Linked DNA regions of Sus scrofa: regions 1, 3, 4 and 5 are each linked to region 2. A link is a contact called in public Hi-C, HiChIP or PLAC-seq and promoter capture Hi-C data. All regions are on one chromosome and are shown on one strand. Each heading gives the region's core, a stretch centred on a gene start, on an enhancer-like site or on the middle of the called end of the contact. The rest is flanking DNA. Distances are from core to core; before and after follow the strand shown. Region 1 holds the start of REEP1 (receptor expression-enhancing protein 1). Region 2 holds the start of RMND5A (protein RMD5 homolog A). Region 3 holds the start of KDM3A (lysine-specific demethylase 3A). Region 4 holds the start of MRPL35 (39S ribosomal protein L35, mitochondrial). Region 5 holds the start of THNSL2 (threonine synthase-like 2).

The links. Promoter capture Hi-C pulls out the DNA fragments that hold promoters and counts their contacts. A called contact is a pair of places that touch in the nucleus more often than the background predicts. HiChIP or PLAC-seq counts read pairs in DNA pulled down with a chosen protein or histone mark.
Region 1: a contact with region 2 is called in an H3K27ac HiChIP or PLAC-seq map of alveolar macrophages. The contact joins the promoter of REEP1 here to the promoter of RMND5A in region 2. A contact is called at or near these places in 1 of 5 promoter capture datasets (fetal liver) and 1 of 2 datasets of contacts at active chromatin or transcription factors (alveolar macrophages).
Region 3: a contact with region 2 is called in a promoter capture Hi-C map of fetal liver, with 3 times the contacts expected there. The contact joins the promoter of KDM3A here to the promoter of RMND5A in region 2. A contact is called at or near these places in 2 of 5 promoter capture datasets (fetal liver and liver), 10 of 47 Hi-C or Micro-C datasets (alveolar macrophages, blood, heart right ventricle and 4 more) and 1 of 2 datasets of contacts at active chromatin or transcription factors (alveolar macrophages).
Region 4: a promoter capture Hi-C map of liver shows a contact between it and region 2, with 5 times the contacts expected there. The contact joins the promoter of MRPL35 here to the promoter of RMND5A in region 2. A contact is called at or near these places in 2 of 5 promoter capture datasets (fetal liver and liver), 1 of 47 Hi-C or Micro-C datasets (liver) and 1 of 2 datasets of contacts at active chromatin or transcription factors (alveolar macrophages).
Region 5: a contact with region 2 is called in a Hi-C map of skeletal muscle, with 5 times the contacts expected there. The contact joins the promoter of THNSL2 here to the promoter of RMND5A in region 2. A contact is called at or near these places in 1 of 5 promoter capture datasets (liver) and 1 of 47 Hi-C or Micro-C datasets (skeletal muscle).

The regions. Positions count from the first base shown.
Region 1 is chr3:58,434,383-58,438,668 of Sscrofa11.1, reverse strand. It overlaps REEP1 (receptor expression-enhancing protein 1), which reads right to left and starts at 2,343. Exons shown (of 12, transcript XR_002342544.1): 1 at 2,182-2,343.
Region 2 is chr3:58,094,103-58,098,983 of Sscrofa11.1, reverse strand. It overlaps RMND5A (protein RMD5 homolog A), which reads left to right and starts at 2,132. Exons shown (of 9, transcript XM_021087278.1): 1 at 2,132-2,904. The coding sequence starts at 2,763. LOC110259986 (a long non-coding RNA gene) reads right to left here and starts at 1,999. Exons shown (of 4, transcript XR_002342541.1): 1 at 1,822-1,999; 2 at 618-646.
Region 3 is chr3:58,353,280-58,357,818 of Sscrofa11.1, reverse strand. KDM3A (lysine-specific demethylase 3A) reads left to right here and starts at 2,819. Exons shown (of 26, transcript XM_003124935.6): 1 at 2,819-2,936; 2 at 3,524-3,738. The coding sequence starts at 3,553.
Region 4 is chr3:58,573,728-58,577,896 of Sscrofa11.1, reverse strand. MRPL35 (39S ribosomal protein L35, mitochondrial) reads left to right here and starts at 2,787. Exons shown (of 5, transcript XM_003124936.4): 1 at 2,787-2,917. It overlaps IMMT (MICOS complex subunit MIC60), which reads right to left and starts at 2,722. Exons shown (of 13, transcript XM_021087287.1): 1 at 2,530-2,722. The coding sequence starts at 2,574.
Region 5 is chr3:57,818,545-57,823,278 of Sscrofa11.1, reverse strand. It overlaps THNSL2 (threonine synthase-like 2), which reads left to right and starts at 1,983. Exons shown (of 11, transcript XM_021087277.1): 1 at 1,983-4,238; 2 at 4,414-4,648. The coding sequence starts at 4,035.

The sequences.
Region 1 (4,286 bases), core at 1,094-3,593, 340 kb before region 2:
CGGAAATTTGGGCTGAATCGATAACTTCCTCAAATGGTAAATAGAAACATATGGGCATGTATCCTGAGGGAAAAATGCCTTGATGAATATACCTCTCCAAATTATCATTAACTATTTCTGTACAGTAATAACGTGGATGAGTTTCAGTCTATTGATCTATAGTTTCTAATTTTCCTCTAATGAACGGGTATTATTTATAGGAAACAGGTACTGCTTATTAAAGTGGTTTTAACCATTTGCAACAGACACATCCAAGTTGGGCTTCTCTACAGAATTAGGGATTGAGGGGTAAGTCATATCTCTGACCTTTTGTGGGAATAACAACCACAAATTCCACAAACTCTCCCTTGGAGCAGAGAGTCCTGGGCTGACCTGAGGGGCAGTCCTCATGGTCATTTAAATTCTCTAAAGCTTCACTTCTCAGGAGTGTGGTTGTTTTAAAAATTAACAGCAAGTCCCTAAGACCCCCCCGCCCAAATATATGCCTCTCCTCTCCACCCGCCTCAGTGGTTTAGCATACAGGGGGAGGGTGCTAATACATTTAAAGGCGGTTCCATGGACTCCAGACCAGAAACCATCACTCCCCAGTGTTCTAGCCCCAGCCCAGCAGGACCTATAAAGAGTGAGCCTTCCAGACTGGTCAACTCAACGCTCTGGTCCCACCCTGAGCAGTGCCTGACCCCACCCCAGAAGCCACCTGCATGTATGAAGATCACAGCACTACTTCAGGAGGAAAAAAAAAAAAAAAATACCACCCTGAAGGCAAGACGAGCCTTGGTCGGGCATGAGGTGGGGCAAGGCGTGCCAGCCGCTTCCCTGGGTAATTCAAGCCAGCTCTGCCCGCAGAAATCTTCTAAATATTTAACATGCCACCTCTAGGTACAGCACAACACCCCCCACCACCACTCAGCAGGCAGCAACAGCTGTGGAGAGGCCCTCCTGGAATGAATGACTTGGGGGCTGAGAGGCACACACACTGTCTTTGAGAGGAAAAGTCCAGAACGGTGACCAGGAGACAATGCTGAGAATGACTTCAGAAGCCCTGCCTCTGACTGCTTCTTTGAAAATCAGGACAGAAGGGTAGGAGATGGAAGACGTTCCACAACGTGGGCAGTGATGCTGCACAATCAAGCAGAGTCGGGAGCCCCTCTTTCTTAGACAAAGAAAAAGCCCCAGTCGCACTCCCTGGCCCCTCTCCCCTGATCAGTTTCAGCCCGTCTCCCCTAGCAGGTGGCAAATCTGTCCCCACTCAGGCGAGAATGGCTTGGGAAGGAGAGGCACTGTAAGAGATGGCCCTGTCTCCCTCCAAAGGAGAACAAATCCAGGAGGGGAGGAGCTCTGCAAAGGTCTACTCAGCTCTGGGGCTTGGACAGAGCAAAACGCCCCCCACGCCCACCCGCAATGACTTCACACAGGCCTCGCCCCGGATGACTCTGCGCTCTCCCGCAACGCCTGGGAGATGTCATCCCCACGGTCAGGGTGGCCGTCTGTCACTCGGAAATTTCCCGTGAATTCCTGGAGATGCCTGTCCCTCTCTCTCCTTCAATCCCCATCCCCGTCAAAGGACTTAGATAAGGGGACGCGAGGCAGCTACCCCAAGATTCGCACATGTCCTCCTCCGCCCCTCTCGCCTTGCCGCTGTCAATTTAAGAAACCTAAAAAGGAGTATTTTTTTCGCCCCCTTAGGAGCCCCGCCTCCGGCTCTCCGCCCTTCTCGGCGCCGACCCCTCTAGGCAGAGCCCCAGGCTCTTCTGGGCTCCGTCGTTTTCACCTGACAAAAGCGCGGTGGCGGGGCGCGGCGACGGGCGACCCCAAACCAACATTTCCCCCCAAGGAGAGGGACGCTGGTCCCCGCGGCTCGCCCACTCGGGCCCTCGCGGCCGAGCGCACCCAGCGGGGGAACAAAGCGGCCCCCGGCGGAGCCCCGTGCGCCCCAGCCCTCGCTGCCTCCGCCCGCCGGTCCCCCGCTCCCGGGCCGGGCCCCGCAAGGCAGCAGCCGCGTCCTGCGCCGCCCGCTCGCCGGCGCCCTCGGCAGCTACTGTACCTGCTAAATTTAGCGGCCGCCGGGTATTAATAGCCGGAGCCACCAGGGCCGGCGCTGCAGGGGCGCGCGCAGCCCCGGGGGCCGGGGGCGGAGAAGGGGGTAAGGAAGGAAGGGACGCGGGGAAGAAGGCCACTTACACCACCAGCCTGGAGATGATCCATGCCACCATGGCGGGGGGCGAGCGGGCGGGCGCGGCCGGGCTCGGCTGCGGGCGGCTGCGGCGCTTCGGGCACGTCCGTCAGCGCACGGCCGCCGCCGCCAGACTGAACGCGCCCGCCGCCCTGCCCGGCGCTCGCGCGTCGGCGCAGCCGCGGCACGTTCCGGCGGCAGCGGCGGCGGCGGCCCCAGCCCCCCGGGGCACCGCGGGCCGGCGGCGATTGGGCAGCGAGCAGGTTGGGCACCGGCCGGCCCCGCCCCGCCCCGCTGGCCCCAGGCCCCCAGCTAAATTGGGGTGGTTCCTCTGCGCCCCCCGGCACATCCGCCGCTCACAGGGGACCCTGAGGTGGCCCAATTGGCAGGGCAGAGACCCGGGGGCTGCCCCATCCTCTGTGTTCCAGCGGGGAAACTGAGGACTGGCCCTTAGGAATTTGTCTCCACCTGTTCTGATGGGCATAGTCCCTCGCTGGATTCTGCACTAGCCTCATAAGGGATTTCTTGTATCCAGATCTGACCCCTCCAGAACTAACCCACAAGGCATTATCTGCATAAGAAACAAATCTGGGCCCGCGTCTCCCCTAGTTAAAATTCTGAAGGTCCCTACGTGACCTGATCCCTGCCTACACACAAGCTCTTTGCCACCTCCACGCCCCAAATATCCCTCTAGCCCTTTTCACTTTAAGCATTTGGGGCTTAGACAAGTGTCCCCTCTCCACTGTTCATACACTGTATTCCTAGCCTCCTTCTTCGAGGCTCAGATTTATTAACTAAGGAGAGCCCTTCCTAGAGGACTCCTCCAGCTTTTCTGTTTGGAAGTGTCTCAGGGGCATGATTTGGCCGGAAGGAAGCTAGAAGCTATAATTGTATAACGCTGGGGCCATTTTGGAGCCTTAGGCAAAAGGGGAAATGCGCACCTTCTACGTGGGTTTTTTTTTAAATTGCATTAAATATGATTTATCTTGATTACTGCATTTGTGGCACGCCCTTCAGTTTCACCACTGAGGAGAGTGCCTCACCCTCCTCACCCTAGCCCTGGCCTTTATTACATAAGGGCTGCCTGATATGTTGTTCCCTTGTTCTTGAAAAATCTTTTTCCACTCCTTCTGGCCTCAGCTGCCTCCTTCCTCACTGCCACCATGATGCCCTCTTAGAGCGCTATCCTCCTTTGCTGATGCTTATGTATAATTCAGTGTCAGATGCAAGAAGCACAGGAAAGAGCTAGCATGAAGCCTCCTTTAAAGAAACCCTGGCCAAGACAGCTAGCTTCCTGGGAGAGGCAAGGAGACCTCAGACCTTGCAGAAAGAGGCCGAGACTATATCTTCAGAGGAAGTAGAGAGATAGTTTGTGATACAAGTGGAAGAAAGACCTTGCCCACAATAAGGACACTGCAGTTGAGACATAACCTATGAGTGGTCTCCAAAGAACCTATAAAATCCCTGTAATTCAGTTTTGTTTCTCTCTCTTTTTTTTTAATGCTGTCTTGACCAGTTTTGAGGCCCAGGCTAGGGAGCAGTCAGTTCCCCTTCGTACACAGCCCCTTAAGTTCACACCCCACCAACTGCCTTATCAGGAGCTCACACAGGCCACCATATACCCAGCTTATCACCCCAGGGCCAGTTATCAGACAGCTGGGGACAGCTCCTCTGCCCTCAAGCCCACTAAATTACTCAAATTAGCCAATCCTGAACCTGCCTATCCTCCCTTGCTTTTTCCTTCCCCTAAACTGTAGTTCCCCTCTGCCCCTTTGCCTTGTTTACCCCTGTGTTGACAGTGTTTACCAGGCATGCTGTGTTTACTTGGCTTGTTTACCACCCAGGGAGCTGTGATTGTAGCAGAACTGTAACACTTGCTGCTTTCTTTCTCTTGATCTGTTGTTCAGCCTCACCATAACTTCCTCAAGGTAAGATGGTTAAAATGATACCCCACAGACAGAACCTTGGGATACCTAGGCAGATCTGGACAGTACCAAGCAAATAGGATGCTTCTAAGACCTCCCCCACCCCCAGGTCCAAAATGCTGTTAGTGATGGTGGGAGGGAAGCAAGGCGAGGTGGCGGGGGTGCGGGGGGGGTTTTCAAAGAAATCC
Region 2 (4,881 bases), core at 883-3,382:
AGGTAGGAGTCCTCTGAATAATGATGTCTTGCTAGTTGGGGGGAGGAATGTGAAACTAGTTTATGAGACAGATCAGGGCTAGAGAGAAGCAATTTGAATGTGTTCTCCAAGGACAGCAGGTAAAGAGAAAAGAGAACGTTGAGGACAGAACCTGGGGCAAATACCGATCCACAAAGGTGGCTAAATGAGAAAAGAGCCAGGAGGGGAGAAGGGGTGACTGAACCATACCGTGGCAATGCCCTGGAGGTCAAGGAAGAATTTTAAAGTTGTGATGGTGGGTCACAACTTTCAAATGTAGCAGTGAGGTCAAGGGGAAAAAAAAAAAGACAGAAAAGGATGACAGAGCTTATCAAGAAGATCCTTGGAGAAACAGGAGGAACAAGAGTGGAGGATTTTTTCGGGCAGCCTGGCCATGAAAAGACTGAGCAGAAAAGGGAAACAGCCTAAGGAGGGTTGAATGAAGGCTCTCCCCACATCCTCAGGTCAGCTGGCCACTTAAAAAGGGAGAAGGCACGCCTTTTCTGTTGGGTACTTGACAACAGTTCATAAAATGGATACAACAGATGGACACACTTTGAGAAGGGTGACAGAAGGTGCTGGAGTTGAATGTTTTTTACCTTCTCAGTGAAGGAGGAATCAGGGCCACCTGTCAAGGGAGAGAGGAGAAAGGAAAACAGGTTAGGTGGGGAAGAGAAAGGCCATGTGTAAGAGCAACAGTGCGGCTGCCCTTGAGTATCACGGAGAACTAAATAAAACGACTAGGTAGGTGCTGGACCAACGTGATTCCATGATTTTTAAGTTGCCATCTCATATTTACTCCTGGGAACTGACACTAGTAGCAACCACCACTGTTTATCATGTAGTTATCATGTGCTACTGGGTGTTTACCTAAATTATCTTCATTTTCCTAACAATAGATCGAAGTATTATTAGTTCTAATTATTACCAAACTATAAAAAGAGACACTGAGGCTCAAAAAGGTTTTACCTTAATAATAATAATAATAAAAAGACCAGGTACTATGTTGCCAATCACTGTTCTGGGCACAGAAAACAGAGGCCAGGGGGCTGCCTTAGCGCTTTATTGAAGGAGTGCAGACAGAAAAGTGAATGAAAATAACTGAAACAGATAACAAGTGGTGAGAAAATAGTAAAACGGCTATGATTGACCATAATAAATATGGTGTAGTAATGGAGGAGGGAATGTGGTCAGGGGGGGACCCTCTGTGGTACAAGTGAGCCGAAAATTTTAGGATGACACGATGGAAGAGTTTTCTAGTCCAAAGAAAGGCTAAGTACAGAGGTCCTGAGGCAAGCATCAACTTGGCTTCTAGGAGGAACGCTAAGCTAAGGTCGGGGCAGTCACAGCTTAGTGAGCAAGTAGGTACAGGCCAAGGTAGGAGGCGCCATGGCAAGTCAGGGGAAGGATTCACGCGAAGGGGGTAACTCCATCGGAAGCAATGGAATAACGAGCCGAAGAGGCAGGAGCCAGGCTGCCCCGAGGTCCGACGCAAGTTTCCCTTCCGTGATGCTGCCCCCGGGGTGAGGCAACCCGTCAGGAGAGTCCCAGGGGCCAAAGGGCCGAGGCCCGCGGGGGTGGGGGTGGAGGTGTAAGGCTTGTGACCTCCCGGTGTAGCGAGAATCGAGGCAGGATCGCGGGCCACGCCCGGCCAACAAGCAGCCCCCTTCTCCCACCTCAGAATCCCCCTCTTCTTATTCCAGTTAGCGACCCCCGCCCGCAGCACCACCCACTCCGCTCGGCCTGGCTGGATTTTTCCTCGGGGCGGCGAGTCTGCTTTCCAAAACTTGGAGAAGACAGTACCCTCAGGAATGACAGGGAGATGAAATAACTCAGGGCTGGGGCGAAGTCCTATGGGAAATAGGCCTTTTTATTTCTGCCTTGTTTTCCCTCACGGCTTTCCAGAAACGACTTGCTTCCCAGGATGCTCTCCAAATCACCCCCTCCAACAGCGAGACTATTGGTTTGGCCTCTAGTCCCAGATTGGCTGAAGGATTAGGCCTCGGCCAGGGATTGGAGGACGTTCGTTCCTTACGTATTCTCGGCGCTTATTGGTTCGTTTTCTCCGTTTCTGGGCGGAGTGGTGACGGGCGGTTTCCACCCTCTTGTTTACGGAGCGCGTAGTTGTAGCGCTCTCGGAGCTCTGGGGCTGGCTCCAAAGTTCCCTATTTAGCTCCTCGGCCCAATTGGATCTTTGCTCCGCCCTCTCCCGCTCCCTTGCACGCCTCCCGCGTGGTAGGGCCCACACCTTTAGAGCGGCGGCGCGAGCGGACGCTCGTCACGTTCCTCCGCCCGCGCTCGCCGGCCGCCTCCCCCCGCCACGAGCGTGCGCTTGGTACGGCCCCCGCCGCCTCCATCCCTCGCTGGGGTGGCTGCCCCCCCTCGGGTCGGCGGCGCTTGGTGCCGCCCGGGAGAACCAGGTCATCGGTCGGTTCCCGTGAAAACAAAAACAATCGGCGGCGCCGCGTCGGACAGCGAACGCGGCGAGCGGGGGCTCGGGGCCGGGTGGGAAGAACGAGCGGGAGCAGCGGCGACGCGCCGGGGTCGGGGCGCCATGGGGCAGGCGGGCGCGGGCTGCGCGGAGCTCCCTCGGCGCCGGGGCTAGCGCGTCCGCCTCTTCAGTCTCCCGTGCCGCCCGCTTGGGGGACGAGGAGCAGGACGCGGCCTCGGCCGGGCCCGGGCCGAACGGCTGCGGACACCCGGGCGCTGGGCAGCCGAGCGCCGCTGCCGCCACCGCCTCCGGGATGGATCAGTGCGTGACGGTGGAGCGCGAGCTGGAGAAGGTGCTGCACAAGTTCTCGGGCTACGGGCAGCTGTGCGAGCGCGGCCTGGAGGAGCTTATCGACTACACGGGCGGCCTCAAGCACGAGATCCTGCAGAGCCACGGTAGGGCGGCCCGGGTGGGCGCGCGGGGCCAGGCCTCGGCGGGCCAGGAAGGGTGGCCTCCGGGGGCCTCGGCTCCTCCTTCCCTGCGGCCCTTTTGGCTTTTTCCTGCTTCTCTCTCCGGTTTTGTCTCCAACTTACCCCGACCTCGTTGTTAATTAAGAGTGAGCCCGAACCCACCCGGAAAACCAATTCTGAAGCCTGGGGCTCCAGCCCAGGTTAAACGGGGGTGGGGCCGTCCGTCGCACCTGCAAACTGCCGCCCTCCCGGGCTGGGCTCCCCTGGTCAGTTGCCTTGGGCATAAGGCTCTGGGTAAACAGAGAGTCAGTGCAGGGAGCCCCCTCTTTCTTCTCTGCCCCAAACTCTTAGCGCAGAGACTTACTTTTCTCGTCTTTCCTTTTCTTTCTTTTTCTTTTTTTTTTTAAATTAGAAAGTTGAGTGTTATTCTTAGCTGTGGGTTAACAGAACAGCCGCTTCTGCAACTCCATAATTTAACTCTGTGTGGAAGCAGTTTTTCTTTAATTCGGCAGCGGCACTGACTTGATTGCTAGGAAACTAGCTGAACCAAACTGTTCAGCTCTCCTCCTGGAGCCAGTGATGAGACGGAGGAACTCTCCAGAAACACATTGTGGCACAAGTTGGTAGTTAACTTGCTTACCTGGTCAAGTTTTTAACTTGTTTTCCTTTCAGAAAACAGATTTTCTATAGTAGGTGTTTTTCCTATATGGTTACTGCCTAGACCCTGGGGGCAGATACTTTGCCAAAGTTTAATTTGTGGAAGCTGCTTGGGAAGGGTTTGTTTTTTTTTGTTTTTTAAATAACATTCAACGTCTGATGTTTGAATTTAAATATCCACAGTGGTGATTCCTTCTGAGCCAGAAGTAAAGGACTTTATGTGATGGATTTATTGAAGAGCTGTTCGGAGGCCTTTTCAACTTGGAGGCAGAACAGAATTTTTTTGAAAAGGAAGGTTTGGGGGGATGTGTAGACCTGGCAGGTGAGGTTGAGGAGAGTGGTCCTAGTTGAGCCTCTCTCCACCGCTCCTTCTTTCTTGCACACCTTCCTTTCCCAGACTGCTTTATCCTGAGAGTTAGTGCTTCTGAAGGGGAAGTAGACCTAGAGTGGGGTGGGACTCTGGGGAGGTGCTGGTGAACTTGGTTTTGGACAAGTGAGAAGCTGAAGGGCTAATGAAGATTGAGTCAAGAGCTCAGTGATATTTTCTGGTGGCTGAAGATACATAGGTGGAGTTTGGGAGGAGGTAAGGTCTAGGGTGGTTTCCTGGTGTCCTTTCTGCGGGAGAGGGAAGGAGAGCCCTTAGGCCACAGGGAGGAAAGACTTTAGGATCTAAGCATAGCCTTGAAGCGTGGAAGGCCAGGAGGAGCCTGCAGAAAGGACGGGTTTAGAGAAAGAGAGGTTGGTCAAGGTTTGTGGCTGCTGGGAGTCAGTGACCCTCTTTACTTGCAGTTTCATAGAATTGTTAAAATAAACTAGGTGACAGAGAGGTAAGAAGAATGTGCAGATCAAGGTGAAGGGGGCTGCTTCAGTAAAGGGACTGAAGGAGTGCCCCTCCCCCTCCACTGGGGAGGAAATCTTGGTCTTGTTAAAGACTGAAAGGGAAGGAGTGAGTGAAGGGTGTAGACTTGGAGAGGCAGAAGGAACATTTCAGTTTTACTGACCAGGTCAGAGATTGAGGGCTGGGTTAGGCAGAGCTTGAGAGAGAGAAGATGGAAAGTAAAATCCCTTTCTTCCCTGAGAGAGAGAGAGAGAGAGAGAGAGAGAGAGATAGAGGGCATGCTAATTGAAGGGGGATGTGGTTGTGAACCTTGTTGTAGGGGATTTGGGGTCCATCCCGGGTGGACAAAATAATTTGGAGAAATTGCTAAAGTGGGAATTTTAGACCTCCTCGCTTGTTATTGGGGAACTTTTCAAGGAATTTACAGCCAGTAGGATATTAGCCACAGAGTTTGCTGGGCTGTTTAA
Region 3 (4,539 bases), core at 1,570-4,069, 260 kb before region 2:
TGCTGAGCCATAATAGGAACTCTTGCTAGTCTATTCTTATTGGTACATCTAAATATGTTTTATTCCCTTTCAAATGCACTATGGCTTTTCATTATATTGTATATTTCATTTATTTATTCCCCACCTGAAGCATATTTAGATTATTTCTAATTTTTCACAGCCAAAAAAAAAAAAATGCCTAAATGAAAAACCTTGTTGCTGTTTCCTAGTTCATCTTTCTAGGTGTTTTTCTAGGGTGGATGTCTCATATTCCTCATATTTTGTAGGAAGTTTAAAATTATTTTTAAAAATCATGAATAAGTATTGAATACTGTGTGCTCTTAATATTCCTAGCTTTCTAGGTAGTTTGGCTTTCATTGTGAGTGCATGTTCTTTTAACCCTCTACTAAAATGAACATGATTTTTCTCTTTTAATCTGTTATGGTGACCTGTAGTAATTTTCTAATCTTGAAATATCCTCATATTCATATAATAAACATAATTATTCATGGTGATTATTTAAAAATATACTGCTGGAATTGGCTTCCTTATATTTTATTATTTTTTAAATTAAAATTTACTTATTTGTTTTGCTTTTTAGGGCTGCACCTGCAGCATATGGAAGTTCCCAAGCTAGAGGTCGAATCAGAGCTACAGCTACCACTCTATGCCACAGCCACAGCAACATGGATCCAAGCCAAGTCTGTGGCCTAAACCACAGATCATGACGATGCCAGATCTTTAACCCACTGAGTGAGGCTGGGCTCGAACCCACATCCTCATGGATCCTAGTTGGGTTAGTTTCTGCTGAGCCACAATAGGAACTCCCTTGCTCATATTTTATATAAGAATTTCTCACCTCTATTTATAATGTGATTAAGCTATAGCTTTCCTTTATTGCACTCTCCTGGTTAAGATTTGATAATAAAAGGTTTGCAAGTTTTATAAAATGCATAGAATATCTATCTTTCCTAAATTCTGGAACTGTGAATATAACATAGGCATTATGTGTCATTTGAAGTTTAATAGAACTTTTTCCTATTATTTTTCAAATTAATAATTATGTAATCTAAGTCCTCCATACCCTCACCTATTTTAAAAATCTGAAATGCCTGTTTCTAGGGTAGATGTATTTATATCTTCTACTCTTATTACAAATTGTCAAGATGTTTTCATAAGTTTACTCTTAGCTTAGGCTAGGCTATGTTCCTATGCTCCCAGAGTCATAATAATTCAAGAGTCTGTATTATGTTTGTGGGATTTACCCTTTATTGACATAAAATCCTTTTCTCTTTGATGCTTTTGCTTTCAGCCATATTAACAGTGCTATTTTGTTTTCCTTCAATTACCATTAGATTAGAAACTCTTTCACCCAGTATTTTCAAGTTTTCTGTGTTTTTGGAGTTCACTTGAGGTCAATTTATAGGATTTTGTTTTCAATCCAGTGTGTCTTTTTAAGTTCTGAGCAAAATTAACCCACTTATATTTATTGTAAATACTGATATTTAGACTTCTCTAGTTTTTTTTTTCTATTTACCACATTCTGTCTTAAGTTTTATTTGTTTTTTTCTCTATCCCATTCTGACCTATGTTAGACCAATAGGTTTTCTTTGTTCCATTTCCTCCCTTTTGAATGGTCTGCAAATTGCAATCCAAATTAATTCTTCAGTGTTTATTCTTAATTAAAATTTTAATTTAATGTCATCTGTTCAGAACATAGAAGTTTAAAGCCAACACGGAGTTAACTTGCATCTATAATCTCACAAATAGGTTTCTGAACTTTTTCTGATTCTCAGTTTTCACACTTGTAAAATTGGTAGCTTGAGTTCTTCACTTAATTTTAATCATGATTAAATGTGATGCCATGTCAAGCACCAGCCTTTATAAAATAAGAGAACTTCAATTCCTTTATTCCATTTTTTTCTTTATTCAACCAAAAAACTTGAGGTCCAAAAGACATAATCACCTCTCAACTCCTTTGTCCTTCAAAGTCACTTCCTCTTCACATCTCTTACACCATTATGACCTTGATCTAGTCCTTCAATTTCTTTGTAGGTCTCAGAATATCTTCCCATCCTCCCTTTACATTAAAAAAAAAAATCCATTTCGCATTCTACTGATGTCCTCTTTTGCTCTAGATTTAATTAACGTCATTTCCCAATGACTCCATGCCTTTCTTCATTTTTCCTTCAAAATGGCGGACTTTAGACTTTCCATGATGAACACCACGTGCGCCTGCGCCTCCCGCGGCCATTTCACCCAGCAGCCCAAGCTCCAGCCTCTGCTCAGCAAAGCGCCTGCGCACCAGCCTCCAGAGCGCTGTCGCTCCTCCCTCTAGCTGAGTACGCTTGAAACCGCACGTTCCCGTCCCTTCCCTCCCCCGCTGACTCTGCACCGCCCTCACCCTTTTCCTGTGAGATTCTTCCGCCAAGTGGAATGCCTATCTTCGGTCGACAGCCTACGCACTTGAAAAGCAATCCAATAGGCACTTACAGCTCTGGGCTTCGCCATTCAGTCTTATCTGTGCACCACTGTAATTTCCCTCTGGGTCCTAAAGTTGATAGCCGATTTCGCGGGACTTTTTTGTATCCTGTGAGGCAACAAATGGAAAGAATGGCTGTGGCGGAGGGATCCCTCACTTACGCTTGGTGTACTTTAACCTAATGGGGGTCGTCCGGGAGTCGGAAGGGGGAGGGGAAAGGGAGGAGGCAGCCAAGGAATTGTTTTTTTCTCTCGCCCCGCCCTCCCTAGGACGGCCAATGGCGATGGGCTCTTTCCCCACGAGTCTCGCCCAGCTCCTTGGGCCCAGCCAATGAGCGGTGGAAGCGGCTCCAAGGGGGCGGGCCCGGGAGGCTGTGCGTGTCTTGTGAGAGCTCTTGAACCAAGTCAGAGCTAGAGTCGGCTGGGCGGCTGGAAACGGCGGCCGCCGCCGGTGACTCAGGGAGGCGGGAGGCGGGGTAAGCGCGCCGCGGCCTCGGCTGAGGGGAGCGGAGGAAGAAAGGTGAAGGCGCCAAGCCCGCGGCCCCGCCGCCCCCGCGCCTCGGCGCAGGCCGGGGGTCGGGGGCTGGGAAGCGGGTGTCGGGGCGGGGCGGCGGGGCAAGTGCGGAACCGCGGGCTCGCCCCTCCCGCGGGGCCGCCCGGGGCGGGGACCCGACCGCCCGCCCGGGACGGGCCCTCTGCTTCGGGGCCTTTTCTTTTCCGGGGTGAGGGGCGAACACTTTCAAATTCACTTAAGCTGCAAATGATTTTCCCTTCACTCTGTCTGCGTTTAGGTTTAAGGTTTAGGAAAAGCGAAACTTGGGAGAGCGAGGGTCACGCGGCGCTTGGGCCCGTGTTTGCGGTGGGGGAGGGATCGGGGGCGGGGAGGACGCGGGTGGAGAGATCGGCTGCGGGATCCTCAGTCGCACCCGCGGTTGCCTGGGGTCCCGTCCTCCGAGCGGGGTTAGAACCCTTCCCTCCGCTCCGGCCTCCCCCCACCGCGCTCTCTTCCCGGCCTCCCTCCCACCGGCCGCCCCCGTTGCATTTTGTTTTTGTGTTTTTGCAGGGAGGAGCCCTTCCTGCAGCGTGGAAATCATGGTGCTCACGCTTGGAGAAAGTTGGCCAGTATTGGTGGGGAAGCGATTCCTCAGTCTGTCCGCTGCCGACGGCAGCGAAGGCGGCCACGACAGCTGGGACGTGGAGCGCGTCGCCGAGTGGCCCTGGCTCTCCGGGACCATTCGAGCTGTCTCCCACACCGACGTTACCAAGAAGGATCTGAAGGTAAAACGGCTCCCGGGCCTCGGCTGGCGGCCGTTTCCTAGTTACCTAGGTAACGAGACAGCCGGCACCCCCCCCCCCTTTTCTGAAAAGGCGACCAGAAAGTTGGCATCTGATCTGAAGGTGCAGGCAACTAGACCTTGAAAGTCTTTCAAATGGTGTGTAGAGCGAGGTGTGCTTGGCCTAGAGTTGCCTATGTTTAATAATGGGCTTAGGGTTGCTCAGACATGCTTAGTTTTTGCCCGAGCTGTGCCTCATTAGGGCTGTACGATTATTTCTCCAAAGGCGGAGTGGTGTTGTAAAGATGAAGTTGGGCAAGTGGGTGACGTTTGGAGTCATTAAGGACTGAGCGCTCCTGCTTGGAAGCGCTTTCGGTTGGGTTTCTTGTTTGTTCCCCCTAATTTCTTCACCCAACTTATTCAACTTTCAGACTTGTTAGAAAAGAAGTGTGAGAGTAGAGGGAGGAGCTTAGATCTATTAGGGTGGGTATTTGTCCGTATATGGTGGGTCAGGGCTGGAGTGGGTTCCTGGTTGTCTCTGATGAGTCTGTGGGTGGGTGTGGGATATGCCCATATATGGAGGGTCGGGGTGGAGCTGCCCCTTATATGGTGTTTTGGAGGAATGGCTTCAAAGTATTCCATTTGGGTGTTTGAGGGGAAGGAGAGAAATGGGAACAAGTGCGGCCAGTGTGATTTTTAATCACAGTGACACGCAGAACCTTGCACAGTTCTTTTCAAAAAGAGATGACTTCTGATCATACTCCCTAATAGAAGTATTGCTGTGAAAGTGTTGTCTGGAAACTAC
Region 4 (4,169 bases), core at 1,538-4,037, 480 kb before region 2:
TATGATACAAGATGATGGATAAATGATTCGCCCATGTTGTCATACATTTGTCTAAAAGAATGAATGTGCAACATCAAAGGTGAATGCTGGGATTCCCACCATGGCACAGTAGGTTAAGGATTGGTGTTGCAACAGCTCTGGATGCAGCTGCAGCTCAGATTCGATCCCCGGCCTGGGAACTTCCACATGCCATGGGTGCAGCCAAAAAAAAGGTGGGAGGGGGAATGCTAATGTCAACTATGGACATCAGAGAATCATATGGTAGTGTATGTTCATCGATTGTAAAAATTTAACACTCTACTGAGGGGTGTTAATACTGGGAAGGCTATACATGTGTGGGGACACAGGATATGTGGTAAATTCCCTCCATTTTGCTAAAACTGCTCTAAAAAAATAAGGTCTTAATTTAAGAGAGAGAAAGAGCTAGGGAGAGGGGGAGAAGGGGGAAGAGAGTTCCTTGGGATACTTGGGTTCCCAGGGGTACAAGAAAAAGCAGACTCAACAAAGGAAAATGAAAAAGATGAAGGGTAACCTGGGACCCAAGATACTACATGAGAAAAGGGAAAAGAGCGAAAAGAGTTTCACAAAATAACACATCAAACACCATGGAATGAACGAGAAGATAAGAATAAACCAATGAATTTTACAAGACAGAAATTTTAGGAAGGTAAGAAATCTTGGTTGTAGGCTAGAAATGGATTCATATTTTAGTAGTAAGTTTTGACCAGTTTTCTTCTAATTTCCTAAATGGAATCCCATTAAGTTTTTAGAAAATATTTTGATAAAGGCAAGGAAGGAAAAAGTAATTTTGGACTTTACTGCAGACAGTGACAATGTAACCTGAGGGCAAAATAATGAAGAGAGTGCCATGAAAGGAGGGCTCCAGAGACAAACTTCTACAGTCCCGCCCCAAAAGGCAGCTCTGCATCCTGCCCCCTCCTAGCCCAACTGGGGCATCACAACAGGGCCAGACTCTCATATGGCCGCCATGATCTCTGCCCCCTGCAGTTAAGCCCATGATCCGAGGTTGTATGGCAAAAGGAGTATCAGAGATATAATTCAGGTTACTAATCAGATGACCTGAATTTAATCAGAAGGGGGTGATCCAGGTGGGCCTGGCCTAATCCTATAAACCCTTTAAATCTGGGTCTGAGGGGGAGTTCCCATCGTGGCTCAGTGGAAAGAAATCTAACTAGTATCCATGAGGACGCAGGTTCGATGCCGGGCCTTGCTCAGTGGGTTAAGGATCCAGTGTTACCATGATCTGTGGTGTAGGTTGCAGATGCAGCTTGCTGCAGCTCCGAATTAAACCCACTTAAACCCCGGAGGTGTGGGGTGGGAGGGAACAAAGACTTGAGCCCTACAACCACAACAAACTACAATTCTGCCAACAAACTACAAGAGCTTGGAAGAGAACCCTTAGCTCCAAATGAGAACCACAGTGGGGACAATACCATAGCAGAGAACCCCATTCATGTCCAGAAACGGTTTTGTTTTAAGCTGCTCAATATGTGGCATTTGTTATATAGCAATAGAAAACCAACACACACCCCACTTTCCTATGGAAGAGGCTGCTTCTCTTACCCTTAAAATGAAAGGGAAATAAGAAAACTTGAAAGAAAAAATTAAGTTTGATTTTTATGATTTCTAACTCACTATGTCTAGGGATTTTGCTCAATTGCATGAGTCACAGTACCTGTTTTGCAACATCACATTTTGCCAAAATACCAATTTTCTTTAATTGTGAGCAGTGGGAATAGGTTTACCTTTTTTATTTTTAATTTTAGCAAATTACTTTGACAATCATGCAGAAATAAAAGGAACTGGGTTTCTAACCTCCTTGAATGTGTGCCAAAGTTGTCCCAGCACCTGGAGACACAGGCTAATCTCAGAAATGAGCACAAGGTCATGTCGCCTAACCTTCCTTGAGCACCAAGAGTTCGAGCTCCATAAACTACAACCTTTCATTTTTGTTCAGAGAACGAAGAGCTCAAGAGGTGTTCTCAGCTACAAAAAGAAGGGCAATCCCTCCTCCGTGATAATTACAACCTTGACCCCTAAAACGCGGACTCCAGCAGTCCAAGAACGGCCTTACTAAGATGCAATAAGACAAGGCTGTGCGTATCCTGCTGGGAAGTGTAGTTTTTCCCTGTCGACCTTCAACCACCGACTGTGCGAAACCTATCACGCGCCCAACCGGCGACCCGAGCGCCAGTAGCCTCGATTGGTCCTAGACTGGGGCAGCGCAGGGCTGATTGGATGGCACGTCCCCTAGGCCGTGCCTCCCGTCCTATGCCCGCCTCCCCGCCACCTTCTCCTCATGCCCCATCCCGCTCAGCAATAACCCTCAAGTCATCCCAGTCTGGCAAACTCCCGAATTAACTGCTTCACGGGCCCACCCGACACTCTCGCGATAAAGGCGGCCCTGAGACACGCCTTTGTCCCCGGGCCTAGGCAGAGACAAAGCCTCCCCCACTTTCAGTAGGTTGCCCGTCACCACACACTCTCTTCCGGCGCCCTGATCCTTACCTGGGCGGTGGAGGTCACGCCGGATAAATGACAGGCCCGCAGCATCTCGGCGCGGCGGACGGCGCTGCGGGTCTAAGTGAGAGCAGGGGCGGCGGCGGCGCGAGAAGGGGAGACCGTGCGCGCGCGCAAGCGTGCTTGCGTCCGTGCCGCCTGTCCGCGCCCTGCGTACCGGAAGGGCAGCCACCGCCACTGCGCATGCGCAACCTCCTGTTGCCCCTGTCCAAGCCCCTCCGAGAGGCTGGGCTCTGTCGGGACGGAAAGGGCGCTTTCTCTTTCCGGGTTGCGCTTCGGGTTCTGGTCTGTAGCGGGAAGCCCAGGGTACTAGGTGAACTGAACCGGTTGGAGGACGTCGGAAACTGGGGCTTCGGTTCCTGCGAAAACTGAGCAGGTGTGATTCTTCGGAGAATTCTAGCAGGAAAGTGGCTCAGCCTTTTCCGTCGGCTGGATATTTCGTAGAAAGGAATGGATTTGCCCAAAGTTACGTAAACGACGGTAGTGTCTCGGTTTCCGCGTTTGTTTTGTTTGACAGTCCTTCAGGGAGTCATGCTTTTGAGAGGCTGGGTGAGAGAACACTGAGGAGACCTTTGTGCAAAATTATTTGTTCATGTATCTAATAAATAGCAGAGAAGGGATAGGGACCCTGATTCTTCAGGTTCCACAGTCTCTACTCCTTCCATATTAAACCACACTGCTTTCTCCACCAAGTTTGTATTTTAAAAAGATAATTTTGGCCACAATCTGTGAGATGAAGTCAGTGCAGAAACACTGTTCAAAGCATTCCACCGATTCTGTAATCACGGAAACATATGTTAAATATTGAACACTATTCAATACTATTAGTACTAGTAATGATCTTATCACAATATCATAGAAACTAAATAACTTATCTATTGCGTGTGTAAGGTACTTCAAGTCTTAACTAGATAGTTCATTGTAGTTCTCCCTAGCGGTAGACAACGCTACTGAATCCCATTTGTAAAGAAGTGACTTTGAAAATTATCTAAGGAGTTCCCGTTGGGGCGCAGCGGAAACGAATCCAACTAGGAACCATGAGGTTGCGGGTTCAATTCCTGGCCTCAGTGGGTTCAGGATCCGGCGTTGCTGTGAGCTGCGGTGTAGATCACAGACTGGGATCTGGCGTTGGTATGGCTCTGGTAGCTACAGCTCCCATTAGACCCTTAGCCTGGGAACCTCCATATGCCACCAATGCAGCCCTAAAAGTCCAAAAAACAGAAAAATAAAATTATCTAAAATCAAATGATTACTTATGTTTGTATAGGTTTACTGCTTTTCCGAATAATTTTGTAATTACATTATACTTGATATTTCACATTGCCATCACTTAGCCTCAAGAGCAGTCGCCCACTTTTTTTTTTTTTTAGTAATTTTAACAATTAAACGGCAGCCCTGCCAGCCCATCCCTGCCCACTGCTCTCATGCTAGCTGACGCCAGTGTGATGACTTTTCTAACACCTTGGCCATAAACCTCTCAATGTCAATGAACATCTCCTCCAGCCATGTATGGCACAGCGTTGGGCCTCAATATCATTAGCAACTTTTCCATCTTCAAGATTTCAAACTCCAAAATTAATTTCTATAGTTTTTGTCATTTAATAAAGTCCTTAATCCCCATCTTCATG
Region 5 (4,734 bases), core at 734-3,233, 280 kb after region 2:
CCTGGGACCCGGTAACCGCGCCCATTCCCAGCCCCGCAGACCTCCTACCCTGCTGCCCAGCCAGCCGATTCCGGGAAGGGGGTTGGGGTTCCCCAGCGGTCGAACCTCCTGCGGGCGCGCGCCTGCCCCGAGTCCCCTCCCAGGTCCCCTCTCGGCGATCGCGTCGCCCTCCCCGCGCTCGTAGTTAGACTTCAGGGCTCTGGAACTTCTCGCGATTTCGCTCCACCCTGACTTCAGCGTGGCCGAGTCGGCCTCCCTGCCCTCTAGTTTGCTTCGACCTCTAGTTTGGCCGCTGCGACGTGGAGGAGCCTGGGAGGGTTGGGGGTTTCGGATGCTTTGCACCTTTTGCAGGATCTCTGCTGTTCTCTCAGGGCCCCGCGCTGAGAAGTCTGCGGGCGTTTTTTGAGGCTGGGAGTAAGGCCTTGTCCCGCAGATCTTGCCTAAGGCCAGGCCAACCGGAGGACCAGTGCCCAGTGACCTTAGGCCGGACTCCGAGGGCCTGCCGGGCTTCCACCCTAGGGGCGCAGTCTGCAGTCAGTGATCAGTCCAACCCACCTTGGGGGTTTAAGCCTCCGCCCTGCCTCCACCCCTGCTCAGAAAAATCACCTCCTCAAGGAGCCCTTCCTGAAATGTGCCCCTGCCTTGGGGTGGTGTCTCTTTTCCCTTGTTTTTTTCTCTAGGTTTAGTGGTCAGAGTTTTTTGGATCCTGCTCCACTCTGGAACAGGGTCCAGTGGAGTGGCATGGGAAAATTATAAAACCTCCTTCAACAGAGGCCACTTAGTCCCACCCCATGCAGCACTCCAACCAGGGTGCTTGATTTTCTTCCTCGGCTTCACCCCATCCTGTTGTTATCTGGGTTCTCGGCTGACCTTAGTCAATAGAAATGAGAGGCCAGGCCAGAAACTCAGGCAAGGCTGTATGGGGCCCCTGCTGCTGCGCATGGAGCAAAAAGCAAGCAACAGGTTTCCCCGAGGAAGGGCGGGAGCTGATTCCTTGTATGGGGCTTGGATAGAGGCAGGTCCAGGAGTCCAGCCACAGGGGTGGTTTGGGTGGGATTGTGTGCAGGGGACATGCCTGCTTTTGCCCCAACACCCTGCCTTTGCTCTGGGCTTTTCAGAAATGGCAGCTGGGTTTTTAGGGGGGTTTTTTTGTATCTTTTTGCCGGTAATTTGATCCAACTGCTGGCAGGTACAGTTACTTTCAGTCCCTTATAGTTTCTTTGTATTTTGTTGTTCCAGGAGATGTTTGACCAGGTGCAAAAGCACTGTAGCAAAGGGTCCCAGGTCCCAGGTCCCAGCTTGTGTCACTGGGGCAGCTGCTTCTACTTCTGGCTTCTCTATTTGGTTTACCTAACACTGAACCCAGCAGTGTATGTCACGTAGTTTTTCCCATTCTGGCTCCTTGGGGTCCTTGGACAGAACAGGGGCTACCATTCCTGGGGAAGACAGCCACCTGTGTGTTGGTCAGTCCAGTTCTTTCTGTGATGGTTGCAGAGCCTGGTGTCAGGCCCTCTCTTTTGTTCCTGGGCCAGTTTATCCACCTCCTCCTTGGCGTGGGGAGGAGCCCAGAACAGAGCCCAGTGCCCCAGGTGTGATGTGATCCACTGTCCCCCCACTCCTCAGGGCAGAGAGTTCTGCAGATGTTTTCTTTGGCTCTTGCTCAGAGCCCTGCCTGCCTTTGCTCCTGCCCTCATGTCCGACTCAACTTCTTTGACAACACAATTGTCTTCTTTCCTTTGGTCTGGCTGCAGAGGTGGCCCGGCAGGATCGCCCCCTGGTTACTCCAAGGTCTTGGGCAGTTCATATTGGCTCTGACCCTTGCCACAGAGTTACAGAGAGCCCTCTCTTGGAGTTCCCCTCGTGGCACAGCAGAAACCAGTCTGACTAGGAACCATGAGGTTGTGGGTTCAATCCCTGGCCTCGATCAATGGGTTAAGGATCCAGCATTGCTGTGAGCTGTGGTGTAGGTCGCAGACTCGGCTCGGATCTGGCGTGGCTGTGGTATAGTCCAGCAGCTGTAGCTTCTGATTCGACCCCTAGCCTGGGAACCTCCATATGTCGAGGGTGCGTCCCTAAAAGGAAAGATAGTCCTCCCTTTGTTGAAGGCACTGCTAGCCCCCTGCCCTCCTGCCTTGGTTCTGTTTTGGGCTTTCCTTGCTTACTCCCTGCAGTTGGCTTGGGAGTTACCCTGATTCCATTTCTGTGGTGTGGACCCCTATGCAAGGTGATATTTCCAATTTGGCCTGAGACAGTTCTGGTTTATCCCCATTGTCCCAGTATGTGTGTGTGTGTGTACATACATACATACATATACATATACATACATACACACATACATATATGTGTGTGTATATATATATGTGTGTGTGTGTGTGTGTGTATGCCACAGGTGTGGCATATGTGAGTTCCCAGGCTAGGGGTCGAATCAGAGCTGCAGTTTCCGGCCTATACCACAGCCACAGCAATGCCAGATCTGAGCAGCATCTGCAACCTACACCACAGCTCATGGCAATGCTGGATCCTTAACCCACTGAGTGGGGCCAGAGATGGAACCTGCATCCTCATGGATCCTAGCTGGGTTTGTTACCACTGAGCCAAAATGAGAATTCCCCAGCATAATTATTAATAATATCTACTTTCACTTTCCAAAGATCCATGGTATGGACAATTCAACTTGTCTCTGTAAGCTAAATGCACTTGTAGGCTTGGGAGTGGCAAGTGGCTCATGTGGATTTGCACTGGGCTCAGAGGCATCAGATCCGCAGTCTAGGAAACCAGAGTTCTTCCAGGTCACTGCCACATAGTCACTTCCCTTTCTCATAGGTGGAAGGCTTCAGGTGGCTTTGTCCCCAGAGAGCAGGGGTTCCCTGCTGGCCCTGGCACAGAAATGAGTCCAAGCTGGTGCTGAGAGCTATGTCTAGCCAGATTCATCCCCAGAAGTGCTATGGGGATTTATAATCAGAATTCACAAGAATTCCCATCGTGGCTCAGTGGAAATGAACCCGACTAGCATCCATGAAGATGGAGGTTCAATCCCTGGCCTCATTTAGTGGGTTAAGGATCCAGCATTGACCTGAGCTGTGGTGTAGGTCACAGACGCAGCTCAATCCCTCATTGCTGTGGCTGTGGTTTAGACTGGCAACTGTCGCTCCAATTCAACCCCTAGCCTGGACCTCCATATGCTGCAGGTGCAGCCCTAAAAAGACAAAAAAAGAAAAGAAAGAATTCACAGCCATGATCCAGAGCTCAACCCAGCTCCTCAGCACGGCCCTTGGCTCCTGGGAACCTAACCGATGAAATGCGTGACCAGAGTTATGCCTGAGGTGCCCTTGGACCCCATCTCCCTCCATGCTAATCAGAATTCTGAGTCCACATGGGGCCAGTTAGCTATGGCCAGATTAATAGTACTGCATCAGCCATTGAACTATTCTTCTCATGTTACGCTGAGACATAGGGCACCATTTTTTTCTTAACTCAATGAATTTTATTACATTTAAAGTTGTACAATGATCATCACAACCCAATAGGGCACTGGTTTTCAACTGGGATGACCAACTATACTAGTTTGCCTGGGACTGAGTGGTTTCCTGGGACTGGGGACTTTAAGGGTTTTCTTCTTCTTCTTTTTGGCCGCACCCAAGGCATATGAAATTTCCCAGGGCAGGGACTGAATCTGAGCTGCAGCTGAGACCTACAACACGCTGCAGTAATGCCAATCCACAGCACTGGGCTGGGGATCAAACCAGAGACTTGAGATCCTTAACCCACTATGTCATAGTAGGAACTCTCTCTGGGGACTTTAAATTTTAAAACTAGGAAAGTTCCAAGCAACCTGGGATAAGTTGGCTACACAGTTGTTAATCCTTGCTGCACATTAGATCCATCCAAGGAGCCTTGTGTAGAGATTTCAATTTAATTGATCCAGGTGGGGCCCCAAGGTAGGGGTATTTTTTTCCCCAAGTTGATTCCAACAAACTACCAGCATGGAGAACCATTAGGTTATAGGTAACATTGCTAAAAATCCATTGAAGGTAATGATTTGTTTGAGCAGAAGTGGACACAGGTATCTCAGAAGGGTGCATAATCGAGTGTGTAGTCCTCTCCTTATCGAGAGGAGTATCAAAATGGCACTTGCCTTATCATTGCTATTATTTTTCCCCACCCCAGGGACTTCTTCGTCATCAGTGGGGACCAAGCTTTCTCCTTTCCCAGCATGTTCCATTACGCCTTCTTTTGAGGTAGTAGTTCAGTGGAATTGCCTCCTTTTGATGGGTGAGGTCATGATTTGTACAGTTTCAGATGAAGCTGGCGTGAGATCTTACTACATGACCCAGGGGCTTCAAGTACTTCAGCTTTGCCCCCTAGGTTACCAAGCTTGGAGGTCAGGTGCCTCTGGGACTGTTCCCTCTGCAGGTCTCCAGGATCATGTGGTACGTCAGCACTCGGGGGATGGCCCCTCGGGTCGACTTTGAGGGGGCGCTCTTCTCTGGCTATGCCCCGGACGGGGGCCTCTACATGCCTGAGGAACTCCCACAGCTGGGCGGGGAGACCTTGCGCCAGTGGAGTGGGCTCTCCTACGCTGGCCTGGTGAAGGCGCTGTGCAGCCTCTTCATTGGCCCGGAGCTTATTCCAAAGGATGACTTAAACGGTGAGCAGCTCCTACGTCTCTCCTCTCCCACCTTACTCTTCGGTCAGCACCACCCCCCGCCCCACCATCCCCGAGCTGCAAATCCA